Regions from separate parts of the Oryctolagus cuniculus genome. Here region 1 is linked to region 2. The links are chromatin contacts, called in public Micro-C maps. All regions are on one chromosome and are shown on one strand. The core of a region is the stretch at or near the end of the contact, and the rest is flanking DNA. Distances in the headings are between cores, read along the strand shown. Region 1 holds the start of SMNDC1 (survival motor neuron domain containing 1). Region 2 holds the start of SMC3 (structural maintenance of chromosomes 3).

The links. A called contact is a pair of places that touch in the nucleus more often than the background predicts.
Region 1: a contact with region 2 is called in a Micro-C map of ear pinna, with 4 times the contacts expected there. The contact joins the promoter of SMNDC1 here to the promoter of SMC3 in region 2. A contact is called at or near these places in 5 of 6 Hi-C or Micro-C datasets (ear pinna, embryonic fibroblasts, psoas muscle and 2 more).

What each region holds. Positions count from the first base shown.
Region 1 is chr15:19,935,529-19,942,291 of mOryCun1.1, reverse strand. SMNDC1 (survival motor neuron domain containing 1) reads right to left here and starts at 2,645. Exons shown (of 7, transcript XR_007910936.2): 1 at 2,367-2,645; 2 at 1,168-1,287. LOC138845308 (a long non-coding RNA gene) reads left to right here and starts at 2,639. Exons shown (of 2, transcript XR_011382284.1): 1 at 2,639-3,144. It also overlaps the pseudogene LOC108178451.
Region 2 is chr15:19,725,415-19,732,116 of mOryCun1.1, reverse strand. SMC3 (structural maintenance of chromosomes 3) reads left to right here and starts at 3,691. Exons shown (of 29, transcript XM_002718739.5): 1 at 3,691-4,099; 2 at 4,984-5,059. The coding sequence starts at 4,085.

The DNA.
Region 1 (6,763 bases), core at 1,396-3,895, 210 kb before region 2:
TCATGTTAAAATTATCCCGGTATTTTCTGTTTTTAAAAATAACATGATTCCAACTTCATCCCAAATCTAGAATTTGAACTTGAAAATATTCAACTCACCTTAATTATGCTCAGATAAGCTATTTCAGAATCCCAAATCTGGACCCCTTTTCAGATAAGTTTAATTTGTTTCCAGTCCTAATATTCCTAAAATATTAATACCTTTAATAGACAATGGGTTGATAAAGAGAGGAAAAGGATTCTTTAGATAGAATACAGATTCAAGTTTTGTACTGAATCAGTAAAGTGAGTTATCTAATTACAACACCCTTGGAACTTTTTAAAACTCAGGTTTAGAATTTTAAGGAAGGCTGTAAAACACAATAGTTGTACAGTACAGTATTGACAGATTATCTATGATATTTTTCTTAACTTATTATATGGAGAATCAGATGCAATCATGGTTTTGTGTCTGTCTTGAGATCCTAGTGCCAGTATAAATCTACTGAACTGTCCTGCAACAAATAAAGATCGCCTTCCACATCAGCTTCAACAAGTTATCAACAACTACACAGAGAACACTGGTCTCAGGCATTTTAATATGTAAATAAAGGTGTACATCGCCTTGAAAAAAAAAAAGCATACATTTCATTTTCAAATAATCTTGTGTCATTACAGAGACTCTTATGATTTTATTCTTTAATATTAGTTACCTTTTGAACTATGTCGTTAGCAGGTATGAAAAATAAAAGCTCTTCCCTTGTAAAGTTATAGAAGAGGTATTTAAGAAGCTCATAAAAATGCTATTAGGAAAAATTATGCATGTATTTAAAACATTTTTGCACCAAAGTAAGCATCTTTTAATTCCATTTTCTATGAACTTTCTGAAATACTCTTGTATGTACTTCTCTGAAAAGTTTGAAAGATATTTTCAAAATCAACTCTTATTTTTAAAAATTAAAGGAGCACAAGATTTATATAACAAAGAACACTCCACTAGTTTGATGCCTATAAACTGAGAAAGTAACCCTATTCCTAGAAGTCATGGTGTCCGTGCACATATACGTGTGGGTATCCCCCTCTGAAGGGTATGTCGCGTTACCTATGGTTTCTAAGCAACGAATCACGTGAAAAACACAGAAATATGCTTTTCAAGCAATGCTAACTACAACTGGCCACCCATACTTACTTGTAAATCTTTCTTCAGTTTTAGCAAATCTTCATTTTCTCCATTTCCAGACAATGCAGCTTCCACTTGCTGGAGTTGAGCTTTGTAGCTTGCCAGCTGCTTTGCTAGATCCTCGGACATCTGAGGGGAAATATAAAAGGGTCACACTATAAAAATTAAACCAAAACTCCAACCATAAGGAAGAATTTCTCTACCTCCCTGAATTAACCAGTTTTGCTTCTAACTCCTTATTAATGCTGCACCTTCATTTACCACCATTACGTAGTCTTGGTCGAAACAACCTAAAGTACAAGGATCAAGGCGATAGATTCTGAAAACTACAACCGTGGGAGATGAATTCCATATAAAAAAAAAAAAAGCAGAAAAAGCAATAAAGAGGGAAAGGGACATTCCAATTTTCTTTAAACTCTGAAAGGCACTCTTCTGGGTTCAATGGTAAGGTTGTTACACCTTTAAAACGCATGAATCTGTGGGAAAAATCCATAAACTGTCAGAAAAAAGTTTCTGGGCATGAAAGAATGCTTCCAAGGCCACGTGAAAAGGGTTCTGAGTTACACAACTCACTCCCTCTCCGCGAACTATTCCACAGAGCGCCTTACCAAATTCTTTCCCCGAACTCTTTCACCCACTTAAGTACGTGTCTATGCACTTCTTCAGTAACAGAAAACAGCTCAAACACGGTTTATTTACGTACTGTAAGGAACGCGCCTTCCGCCAAACACAGCTCGTTCTCCCCCGAAAGACGCGAACTCACCTTTCCTCGAAGATTTCTAAGCAAACATTCAGGGTGTCCAAGAGCCCTGCACTTTCTCAAAACTCCCGTCCAAGCAAGCCCGGGACCCGGAAAGACCCCACAGGCTTGTTGAAGCAAGCCAGGCGGCTCTCCCCCCAGGAGCCAGCACCCCGAAACCCCCCCAAGCTCGGCCGATCGTGTCACCTCTCAAAATTCCAACAACAAATCAGCCGCCAAGGAAACCGCCAGAGGCTCTGGGCGCCGTCGGCGTCCCAGTCGCACCCAGGCCCCACGCCGGCCGGGGCGGCTCGAGGCTCCACTCGGCGTCGGAGGCAGTGGCTCTGAACACGCTCGCCGGCGCCCAGACCTCCGCGGCGAAGCCAGCTCCTCGGCCTCGGGCCTCCGCTTCCACTCGGGAGAGGCCGAGGCCCGGCGCGGCCTAACCCTCCCGAACGGGGTTTGTTACCTTGTGTGGGGTGGGGACGGGGCGGCGGGAAGGGAAGGGGGCAAATGAGCCCAGTGATGGCGGCGACGGCGACAGGAGCAGCAGCAGTAGGAAATATCTCCGCGACGACAACAAGGCCACTCGGTGTGAAAAGGAAGAACTCAGTCCGCAGAGAGGGGGAGGGGAGGAAAGCCGGGAGCTGGAAAGAGGAAAAGACAGAGAGGCAAATGAAGTCTCGCGAGACTTAGAAACCCTCGCGAGAGGTTCCTCTACCCACGTGACTCCTCGCGCCCTCTAAGCGGTCCGCTTTATTCGCGTTAGCGTCGCCTGGTAGGCGGAGCCAAATGCAACGGAAGTGGCGTAACTGAGGTGCGCCCGGCGCAGAATATACGTTAGTCTTACCTAAGTTCCGGCTGAAGCGTAGAGTATTTGGTGTGGGGCGCGGTTGGCGCTGTTGTGAGGTTTTTACTGAGGTTCCCGGAATAGTAATCTCGTGTGTCTCCTGGGCCCGTGGTGGTGGGAGGTACGCTGCAGCCTTTACGCTGCTAATTGGCTCTCAAAGCGCGGGTCCCGAACTCGCCTCATCTACTCCTCTTGGCGTTAGAAACGCAGATTCGCCGCCCCGGGTGGCCGGAGGCTAGAAGCTGTGGGTGGGTGCAGCAGTCTGTGTTAACAAGCCCGTTAGGTGACCCAGCGTCCACTCAAGTTGAAACCACCGCTGTGTACAATACAAAAGCGAAAAACGTCTCAGTGGCAACTGAAAGCTGTTTAAATTGTGGCGGAACCTATGAGAGAAGAGGTTGGTTTATTTCGTAGCCCTATTTGTTTTTCTTTTTTTGAGATTTATTTATATTTGAAAGGCAGAGTTACAGAGAGGAAGAGGCAAAGAAGATCGATCCATCCGCTGGTTCACTCCAGATGGCCACAGCGGCCAGAGCTGGCCCACTCGGAAACCAGAATCCAGGAGCTTCCTCCAGGTCTCCCACACTGGACTGCGTTTCCCGGCCATAGCTGCATCAGAGGTGGAGCAGCCGGGACTCAGGCCCGCCCCCACACGGGATGCTGGCACTGCAGGGGGCGCTTTACCCGCTACGCCACAGCGCCAGCCGCCCTTTTGGCTTTAAATAATTAGTTTAATCTCCCCTCGGGAACAGTCTCAAGTTGTAATCACAGATGATAAGTAGAGTGATAGGAACATTTCTTTTTATTTTTAGGGGAAGTGGGGAGGGGAGAGAAGAGGGGCAAAGAAAGAGGGCAAGAGAAAGATGAAGGAAGAAGAGGAAAAGAGAGGGGAATGGGGAGAAACTGCATTTATGCTTAAAAAAGAAACTCATAGGTGCTGGCTTGTGGCCCCCTGGTTAAGCCTCTGCCTGCAGTGCCAACATCCCATTTGGGCTCCACGTTGAGTTCTGGCTGCTCTACTTCCAATCCAGCTCCCTGCTAATGGGTCTGGGAAAGTAGCAGAAAATGGCCCAAGTGCTTGGACCCCTGGACCCACAAGGGAGACCTGGATGGAGTTCCAGGAACCTGACTCAGCTTTGGCTGTTGTGGCCATCTGGGGAGTGAACCAAAGAATGAAGGATCTCCGTCTTTCTCCCTTCACTGTAACTCTACCTTTCAAATAAATAACAAAAGAAATGGGTGTGTGTATGTGTTAAGATTTATTTATTTGGGGGCTGGTGCTGTGGTGTAGCCGGTAAAGCTACCGCCTGCAGTGCCGGCATCCCTTATGGGTGCTGGTTCAAGACCCGGCTGCTCCACTTCCAATCCAGCTCTCTGCTCTGGCCTGGGAAAGCAGTGGGAGATGGCCCAAGACCTTGACCCCTGCACCCGCTTGGAAAACCCTGAAGAAGCTTCTGGCTCCTGGCTTCGGATTGGCGCAGTTGCGGCCAACTGGGGAGTGAACCAGTGGATGGAAGACCTCCCTCTCTTCTCTCCTCTCTCCTCTCTCCTAACTCTTTCAAATAAATGAATAAATAAATATTTTTCAAAAGGCAGTGTTGCAGAGAGAAAGATCTCCCATCTGCTGGTTCACTCCGCAAATGGCTACAAAGGCTGGGGCCAGGACCTCCATCCAGGGTTCCCACGTGGGTGGCAGGGGCCCAAGCACTTAGACCATCTGCTGCTGCTTTTCCCTGGCTGTTAGCAAGGAGCTAAATCTACAGCGGAGCAGCCTGGACTTGAACTGAGGTAGACCATCTGCTGCTGCTTTTCCCTGGCTGTTAGCAAGGAGCTAAATCTACAGCGGAGCAGCCTGGACTTGAACTGAGGTAGACCATCTGCTGCTGCTTTTCCCAGGCCGTTAGCAAGGAGCTAAATCTACAGCGGAGCAGCCTGGACTTGAACTGAGGCTCATACGGGATGCTGCTCATACGAGGTGCTGGCAACACAGGCTGTGGCTTAACCCGCAGTACCACGATTGCTAGCCTTCAAGTGTGTGTTTTTAATAATGCAGTTACATGAGTTCTACATGGGTACACAAACCTGTCTAGGGGTTTAGAATGGAAGCCAAATGTTTTCACTTGTTACCGTTTTTACTGTTTGCCCTTTTTTTCTAACCATAAGTATAATTTTATTTCAATATTTTAGAAAAGCATAAAGGCCTGAGAGACAGTCTGTGTGGATGCCAGGAAGGAATCTTTCCTGGCATTTGGGAGCTTCTGCTAGCCCATAGGAAAGTCCTCCTCTTGGGTGGATTCTCTGGAACTAGGGGCATCTTGCTTTAGTTTCTTCTGCCTACTTTTGAAGGCGACTTCTATTCTCCACACACACACACACGCAAAGTCCTCACAGTGCTGTACATAACCAATAGAGGCTAGGGTCAGATTTGCAAGTGTGGTTGGGATGGCAGTCAACAAGCAAGAGCTGACCAGGCTGCAGAGGGCAGCATTGTGAAGCTAGAATTAAAAAGGGGAGACAAACTGGAAGGGATGTACTTTCCCTTATTTGCATAAGATAAAATGTAGTTTTTGACAACTGCTCTTCTAGTTGTGTATAAGAACTGATGTCAGGGATCCTACTTGAGTATAAAGTAAACTTTATAGTTCTATTCCTGAACCCCTTAGACCAGAAAATAGGGAAATATCTCTTATAAGTTCCAGTATAGATTACTATACCATCTTGATAGTTTTGTTTCTAGGCTTGCTTTTTTTTTTTTTTTTTAAGATTTATTTATTTATTTGAAAGTCAGAGTTACACAGAGAGAGGAGAGGCAGAGAGAGAGAGGTCTTTCATCTGATGGTTCACTCCCCAGTTGACAACAGCTGGAGCTGCACCGAATTGAAGCCAGGAGCCAGGAGCTTCCCTCAGGTCCTCCACGTGGGTGCAGGAGCCCAGGGACTTGGGCCATCCTCCATTGCTCTTCCAGGCCATAGCAGAGAGCTGGATGGGAAGTGGAGCAGCCGCGTCTATGAACCAGCACCCATATGGGATGCCAGCACTTCAGGCCAGGGTGTTAACCCGCTGCGCCACAGTGCCGGCCCCTAGGCTTGCTTTTAATCTCCCCATCTAGGCATCTGATCTAGCTTCCTGTTAATGTACATGAAAGGAGGTGGATGATGGCCCAACTACTTGGGTTCCCCACCCACCCACATGGGAGTTCCTGGCTCCTAGCTTTGGCTTGGCCTAAACCTTGCTGTTGTGGGCTATTGAGTGAATCAATAAGGTGGATAGTCTCTCTGTCCTCCCCCTCTGTCGCTCTGACTTTCAAATAACCTTTTGCCTCATTGCACTCCTGAAAGCAAGATAGGTCACTAGCAGCTCTACTGGAGCCAACCGTGAAAATTCAGCCAGGTTTCCCCCTTTTGCCACGTCTGCTCTAACCAGTACAGTCTGATCTGGAAATCCGGTCTCAACATGTGCCCCTAGTGTTTCCATCAGTACACGAAAGATATCAGCTTCATTAAGCTGGACTAAGTCATGCTCCTTGAATGGATTCTCCAAGATGTCAGCCCTATGGAAAGTCATGCTAGCTCTTTGGATATAAAATCAAGAACTTCAATTCAAATAAATAACTGAATCTTAAAAAAAAAAAAAAATTACATTGCATTTTAATTCCTAGAAAGAAATGAAAACAGTTGTACATAGCAGATACCATTCTAAGCACTTTATAGGTATTCATTTCATTTTCATGATGATTCTTTGTGGTATTAAAGACAACATGGATCAAGAATAGGCTTTGAGTAGGAGTGTTACTTCAAATAGCACTTAGCACCTCACTTGAAGTCTCAAAATCCACCTTCGATGTCTTAATTTTCTTAAAACATTCACATTCAGACTTCATGGGTTATGCTTCAAAAGAGCAGTATCTAAAATTTCTACTTCTTTAAACCTGGCATTTATTTTGTTGAACCCCAGTAAATCAAATAAAAGGTTTAGACTCCAAATTGTCATCAGAATATACAGCTATTTCCTATCCC
Region 2 (6,702 bases), core at 2,442-4,941:
AGGTCTCTTCCACTTTTTTCCCTGAGGCCCTTCAAGAAGTTTTGCAGCGTCTTGTATGTATCTGTGAAATATTTTGTCTTCTCCAAGCCTCATCTTCCTACAAACGCTATGCATTCATCTTGCTGGATGGCAATTTCCCAGGATTTCTCTTAGATAATTGGGATTTGAAGTCTGAGAAGTCACTAAGAGAAAAGTCTCATTGGGGAACTCCTCTGAGTGACAGCTCCATATCTCGGGGACCATAAGCATTGAATAGGAACTCAGCAATAGGGAGGCATCTACTTCCTGACCAAGGATTGAGTGGCACCGTGAAAAGTCTGTGTAGCTTAAAGATGAAAATAGACAGGGACACCATGCATAGCAAGACTGGTTCCATTTTAAGAGACACAGGTCTCTTTGATAACCAGGTCTCCAAGTCTGATGATAAAATGCAAAATGTGCTTACCTATGTCCACCAGAGCATAACCAGACAACACCCAAGGGCATGACCAATGCACTTTGTGAACTAAACTAGCAGAGAGGTGGAGCAGTAGACGGGAGATAAGGAAGCCAGTGAGAAGCTATAACATCCAAGGTCATACCCCTCATGCACTTGATCCTTGTTCCTGAATCTCACCTCATTGTCCTTGGAGTCTATTGCTCCAGACACTGTAAACTACCTCCAGTTGCAGCAAGAATGGTAGTGAGAAAAACTCTACGACCTCAGAATTTTTTGAAATACAGTTGGAAGTCTGGGCACAGGAAGTAGCTCCTCTGCTTGGGTACTGTCAGACTGAAAACAAGGTGTTGGCCAGGCTGCAATTTCATCTGAGTCTCAGGGGGCCTCGTCCAAGCTTGTGAGTTTGGGCAGATTCAACTCCTTGTAGTTGCTCCTTGGCCCCCCTAGAAGCCACCTGTCATTCCCCACCAAATGGCTATCTGCGGAATCATCTGATTAGGTTAGGTTCCCTGGAGAGTACCTCCTTTTTTTGTTTTTTAATCTGATTTTTAAAAATTATTACTTATTTACTTATTACAGAGAGGAAGAGGCAGAGAGGTCTTCCATATGCTGGTTCACTCCCCAAATGGTTGCAATGGCTGGAGCTGAGCTGATCCAAAGACAGGAGCCAGGAGCATCTTCCAGGTCTCCCATGCGAGTGCAGGGGCCCAAGAACTTGGGCCATCTTCCACTGCCTTCCCAGGCCATTAGCAGGGAACTGGATTGGAAGTGGAGCAGCCAGATCTCAAACTGGCACCCATATAGGGTGCTGGCACTGCAAGCTGCAGCTTTACCTGCTACACACAGCGCTGGGCCTCACCTTTTTCATTAACTCAAAGTCAACCAATTAGGGATCTGCATTACATCTGCAAAATCCCTCCACTTTTGCCACATACTGTGAATAGTTACAGGAGTGGTGCCCATCATCTTCTCAGGTCCCATGCACACCTGTAGGGAAGACCTCATACAGGGTTCTACTGCAGGAGAGAAGTCTGAGGGGCCAGTTTAGAGTCTTCCTTCTGCAGAAGGTGGGAGATAAAGTCTAATGACATAGGAGGGGACAGACTTGCAGGCATTATGAAGGGCAAGTGCAACCCCGCCCACCCTCCATCCCACCCCAGGCAGGGGATCCCTGGGGTTCTTAAACGTGGCTTGCAGGGGTTGAGGTCAGAGAGGTACAATGGCCTGGAGTGTTGAGGATCTTGTAAGACTTTTATCTCCTAACATGTTCTAAAAATTTTCAAAACACAAGAGTTAAAAGGGTTTTTTTTTTGGTTAATTCTGTATACTTAATACACAATTTTCCCATTATTGTTTTAGTATACTTGCTTTATCTCATCTGTCCATTTGACTATCCATCCATTAATCCATCTAATTTTGGAGCACATTTCCAAGTTTCAGACATCAATACTGTGTAAGTCTCTCTAAATACGTCACCATTCATATCATTAAACTAAAATTTCATGTTTATTCTTTCTTTTATGTAAAATTCCCATACAATGAAGTGCAAAGCTCTTGAGTCAACACTCACTGGATTTTGATAAATGCATAAACCTAGGATCCCAAACTTCTATAAAGATATAGAATAGTATCATCACCCCCTAGGGAATTCCCTTACCTCTCTTTGAAGCAGTCAATTTTCTGATATCTTTCTGCCACACACTTGTTTCAGCTCTTGTGTTTTGAAAAAGTAGATTGTCATTTTAAAAGATTTATTTATTTATTTGAAAAGCAGAGTTAGAGGCAGAGAGAGAGAGAGAGAGAGAGAGAGAGAGAGAGAGAATGTCTTCTATCTGCTGGTTCACTCCCCCAGATGGCCACAACGGCCAGAGCTGTGCTGATCAGAAGCCAGGAGCTTCCTCCAGGTCTTCGAGGCAGGTGCAGGGGCCCAAGTACTTGGGCCATCCTCTACTGCTTTCCCAGGCCATAGCAGAGCTGGATTGGAAGTGGAGGAGCCGGGACTTGAACCAGCGCCCAAATGGTATGCTGACACTGCAGGCGGCAGCTTTACCCGCTATGCTAAAGCGCTGGCTCCTGCTCATTTTTTAAAATGTATATTTAAAAGTTTCATTCTTTATTTTTCATTTTATTTAAAAGGCTGAGAAATATCTTCTGTCCCCTGGTTCACTCCCCAGATGGGGCCTGGACTGGCCCAGGCTGTAGCCAGGAGCCCAGAACTCAATCCAGGTCTCTCACTTGGGTGGCAAGGACCCAAGCACTTGGGCCATCACCTATTGTTCCACATGTTTATCAGCAGGGAGCTGGATGGGAGGAGCTGGAACTCAAACCAAGAATTCCTATGGGGGTGGGGAGGGGAGTCTTAACCTTTGCCCAAAGCTCTCGTGTTTTTAATTCTAAATATGAAGTGGTTTTATCATCCATACTTCATTGACAAGGCATTGGAGGCTTAAAACTTTGAAATTAATGATACACCCAGAATCTCAAATTGACAGGACAGAGATGCCAATACCCAAGTGAAATGTTCGAAGACGTTATTTTATTATTTTATTACATAATTTTTAAGCCAAGGGCTGCCAAGGACTTGATCCAGGCTTTAGATAAAGGAGGCTGCAGATAAAGGCCGCCAAGGGAGGACTGGTTAAGAGAGCGCCAACAGGCTATTAAAAATCGTTCAACCTGGGAACAGAGAAGCATCTGCCCCCCGGATGGGCGTTAGGATGGGTAGCGATTTTCTCCTCCCTGCAGGTAACTTCCTGGCTACGGAGATCCAAACAAATAATGCCTTTTCTCCTAGGGCCAACAGGGATCAGATACCCCTAGGTTTGCCACAAGTACGTAAGCTCTCTCAGGCTGTTTAAAACAAACAAAGCCGTGTTTAACCTCATCTAAATCCCGGCTGCAACCGCACAGGGCTGCCTCGGCACGCGGTAGCAGCTCCCGGGTATTCACTACCCGGTTACTGAAACCGGCTTTCCAGCATCTCCAAGTTCCTGGGGAGCGGTCCTGCGCGAAGACCGCTCGCAACCAGGAGGGGGCGTTCCAAGCATGTCAAGTTCCTACGGCGCGAGACACAATAATGGAGCAGCAGGCTGCACGCGGAATTCCAGTCGTCACCAGCGATCCGGGGACGCGCGCAGACGCGCGGGGTCCGCTTTTTTAAAACCAGCCCCAGACCACGTGGCCGCCGGCCGCTCCGCTATTGGTCCTCGGCATCTCCCTCTCGGCTTTGGCGCCGAACCTTTTCCCTCTTGTGGGCGCGCCCATTGGCTCCGCGCTTAGAGGGAGCGCGGCCCAATCTCACGGTCCCGTTTTCTCCGATGGAAGTTTCCGACTAAGTCTCCGGAAAGGGCCAGCCACAGCTTCTCAGAATCAAGTGAAACCGAGCCGAGAACGCTGTAGAATGCTGCTTTTTCCCACAAAGAGAGAGCTAACTTGAACCTGTCGCCCCCTACACTCAGTTGGGGCTGCGAGTGTGGTTCCGTCTGAGGGGCGGACTCCGCCTCCCCGGGAGCCGCCATTTTGTTTGGCTGGAGGGGAGCGAGCGGCGCCTTGGGGGAGGGGTCGCGTAGACGCCTCACCTGACACTGCCGCCCCTCTGTTGCAGTCCAGGGGAGAGGTCTTTTCCCCGGCTTGGGGCGCGGAACCATGTACATAAAACAGGTGAGGCCTATGCGTCCCTTCCAGCCCTCCCAGGCCTGTGAGGACCCCTGCTTGAGGCGGGGGTGTCGCGGAGCCAGCCGCAGGCTGGACCTAGGGCTTGCGGGGGAGGGGAGGGACCCCAGCTGCGCGAGCGGCGGGGCTGCGCGGGCTGCGGAGAGCAGGGGCGTTCGGATCCGAGTGCGCTCTTCTGCAGCGGGCAGGACCCCTGAGAGGGGCCGAGGGGCCGGAGGGGCGGGCCGGAGGGACCGGGCCTTCACCGGGCGGGCCCGCGCCGGGGGCGGCCGCTGGCGGGAAGGTTGTGTCGTCCACGGACCACTTGCGTGGCAGGTGTGGAAAGGCCCGGCCCGGGAGCGTCGCTGGCACTGGCGGAGGTGTCCGCTGTACCCCGGGGGAGGCCCTTCGGCTCCCCGGATGCCCCGCGAGGGAGAGGGGACGGTCTTGGTGCAGGGAGCGTAACGCGCCCACAGCCAGTTGTTTACTTCTGTCAAATGGTCTTCCCGCGCGGCTTGGGGGCAGCGGTCTGTTGGGTGCGCGAGGTACCCTCCTCTGCGGGGTGGGTACCTTCGTGCGGGCGGGTGCGGGTCCTTGGGAGGGTCCAGGAGGCGGGACCCGTCTCCCTGCTGGGGGTCGCTAGACCTTCGGACGGCGTGGGAGCTCTGCAGCTTATCGGCTGTAGCTCAGAAAACAACTCTGCACCGGCAGCAGTTCCTGGACAAAGGGCTGCTTTTAACAGGTTTTTAATCACCATTTTCCAGCGTGAGTTTTGCTTATGTGAAACTGGAAGTTTTCGAACGTGCATTGGGATGAAAGACATGCAAAAGAAAAATGTTGATGTCGCAGTATTTCTTTTTAGGAGGGTTCTCAAAATGTCTCTTATTTATTAGGTGATTATCCAGGGTTTTCGAAGTTACAGAGATCAAACGATTGTAGATCCCTTCAGCTCAAAACATAATGTTATTGGTAAGTGTTTGCGGCTTACTGGGTCAGATTGATCTATAACAATGTAGAGCCTCTGTCCATCTGTACCTATAGGCTTAAAGGGACAGGAATTGTCTTTGAATATGAACGTTTTTTTCCCTCTGTGAAATAATTTGCGTGTCTTTAACCTGCACTGATGAATTGCTTGCTTTAAACAAAATGTTTGGATAACTCAATTATAAAACTTACTCATTTGTATGTATCAACAAATTTTAATAGCTTATAAGTTTTTAGTGACTGACACTAAATTTAGCTATTCTGTCCTTGACTTGTCATATCCTAGTTACAGTGTTCGCTAGTGTGTTACTTCAAAGATGAGCATTCTTTGTTTACAAAGGTTGTTCTCAGATTTTTTTTTTTAAAGATTTATTTATTTGAAAGAACCTAGAGAGAGGGAGAGACACAAAAAGAGAGATCTTCCATCCATTCACTGGTTCATACAGGACACAAAATGTTTTCTGGCATTCTGCTGTTTTAAAGAAGAGATGAAACCAAGTGCTTCTAGACACCAGAAAGCCTTTCTGTGCTGTTGACATAGTTCTGCTATACAGAGTCCTCATTGCAGGGCTTATTAATTTGTCAGGGCAGATAGAACATGCCAGACTGTGGCTTAAACAACAGTTTTATTTTCTTACAGTTCCGGATGCTAGAAGTCAGTGATCAGGATGCCAGCACGGTTGGGTTTAGGAGAGGGCTCCCTGCTTGTCTTCCAGAAAACTGCCATTTTGCTCTGTGCTCACAAGTTCCATCCTCAGGATCTCTTCTAACCCTGGTAGTCCCAAAGGCTGCCCATGACTTCTTGGAGTTTAGGATGAGAGCATGTGAACCTCAGGGGGACACAGTGAGTCCGCAGGACAGTGAGATTCCTGTATAAAATCAGTAAAGAAGAATGACCTTTTTTTTTTTTTTAATTTATTTATTTGGTCCTGGCATTGTGTTGCAGTGAGTTAAGCCACTGACAATACATATGTTGCATGTGTCACATACGGGTCCTGGTTAGTGTTCTGGCTGCTCCACTTCTGACACAGCTCTCTGCTAATGGCCTAGGAAGAGGGGTGGAAGATGGCCCCAAGTGTTTGGGTCCCTGCCACCCATATGGGAGATGTGGATGAAGCTCCTGGCTCTTGGCTTCTGCCTGACTCACCTCTAGCCTTTGCAACCAGCCATCTGGGGAGTGTGTACCAGCAGATGGGAGGTACCTCTTTCTGTCTCTCCCTCTCAAATAAATAAATAAATACAGCTTAAAATTTTTTATGTATTTGAAAGGCAGAGCTTAGTGAAGGGGACACACACATACACAGAGAAAGGTATCTTCTATGTACTGGTTCAGTTTCCATATGCCCACAGCAGCTGAGGCTGGGCCAGGCTGAAACCAGGAACCTGGAATTCCATCCTCATCTCTCTCGTGAGTGGTAGGAACTGAAGTACTTGAACCATCATCCTCTGCTTCCCAGGTGCATTTTCAGGGAGCTGGGTCAGAAGTGGAGAAGCCGGGTCTGCAGCGGTCACTCCAGTAGGGGATGCTCGCATTGGAATGCCGGCTTTGTTGCTAATGGCAACTTTACCTGCTGTGCTACAATACCCACTCCAGAAAACATATTTGTTCTCTTGTGCTATATAGCTAC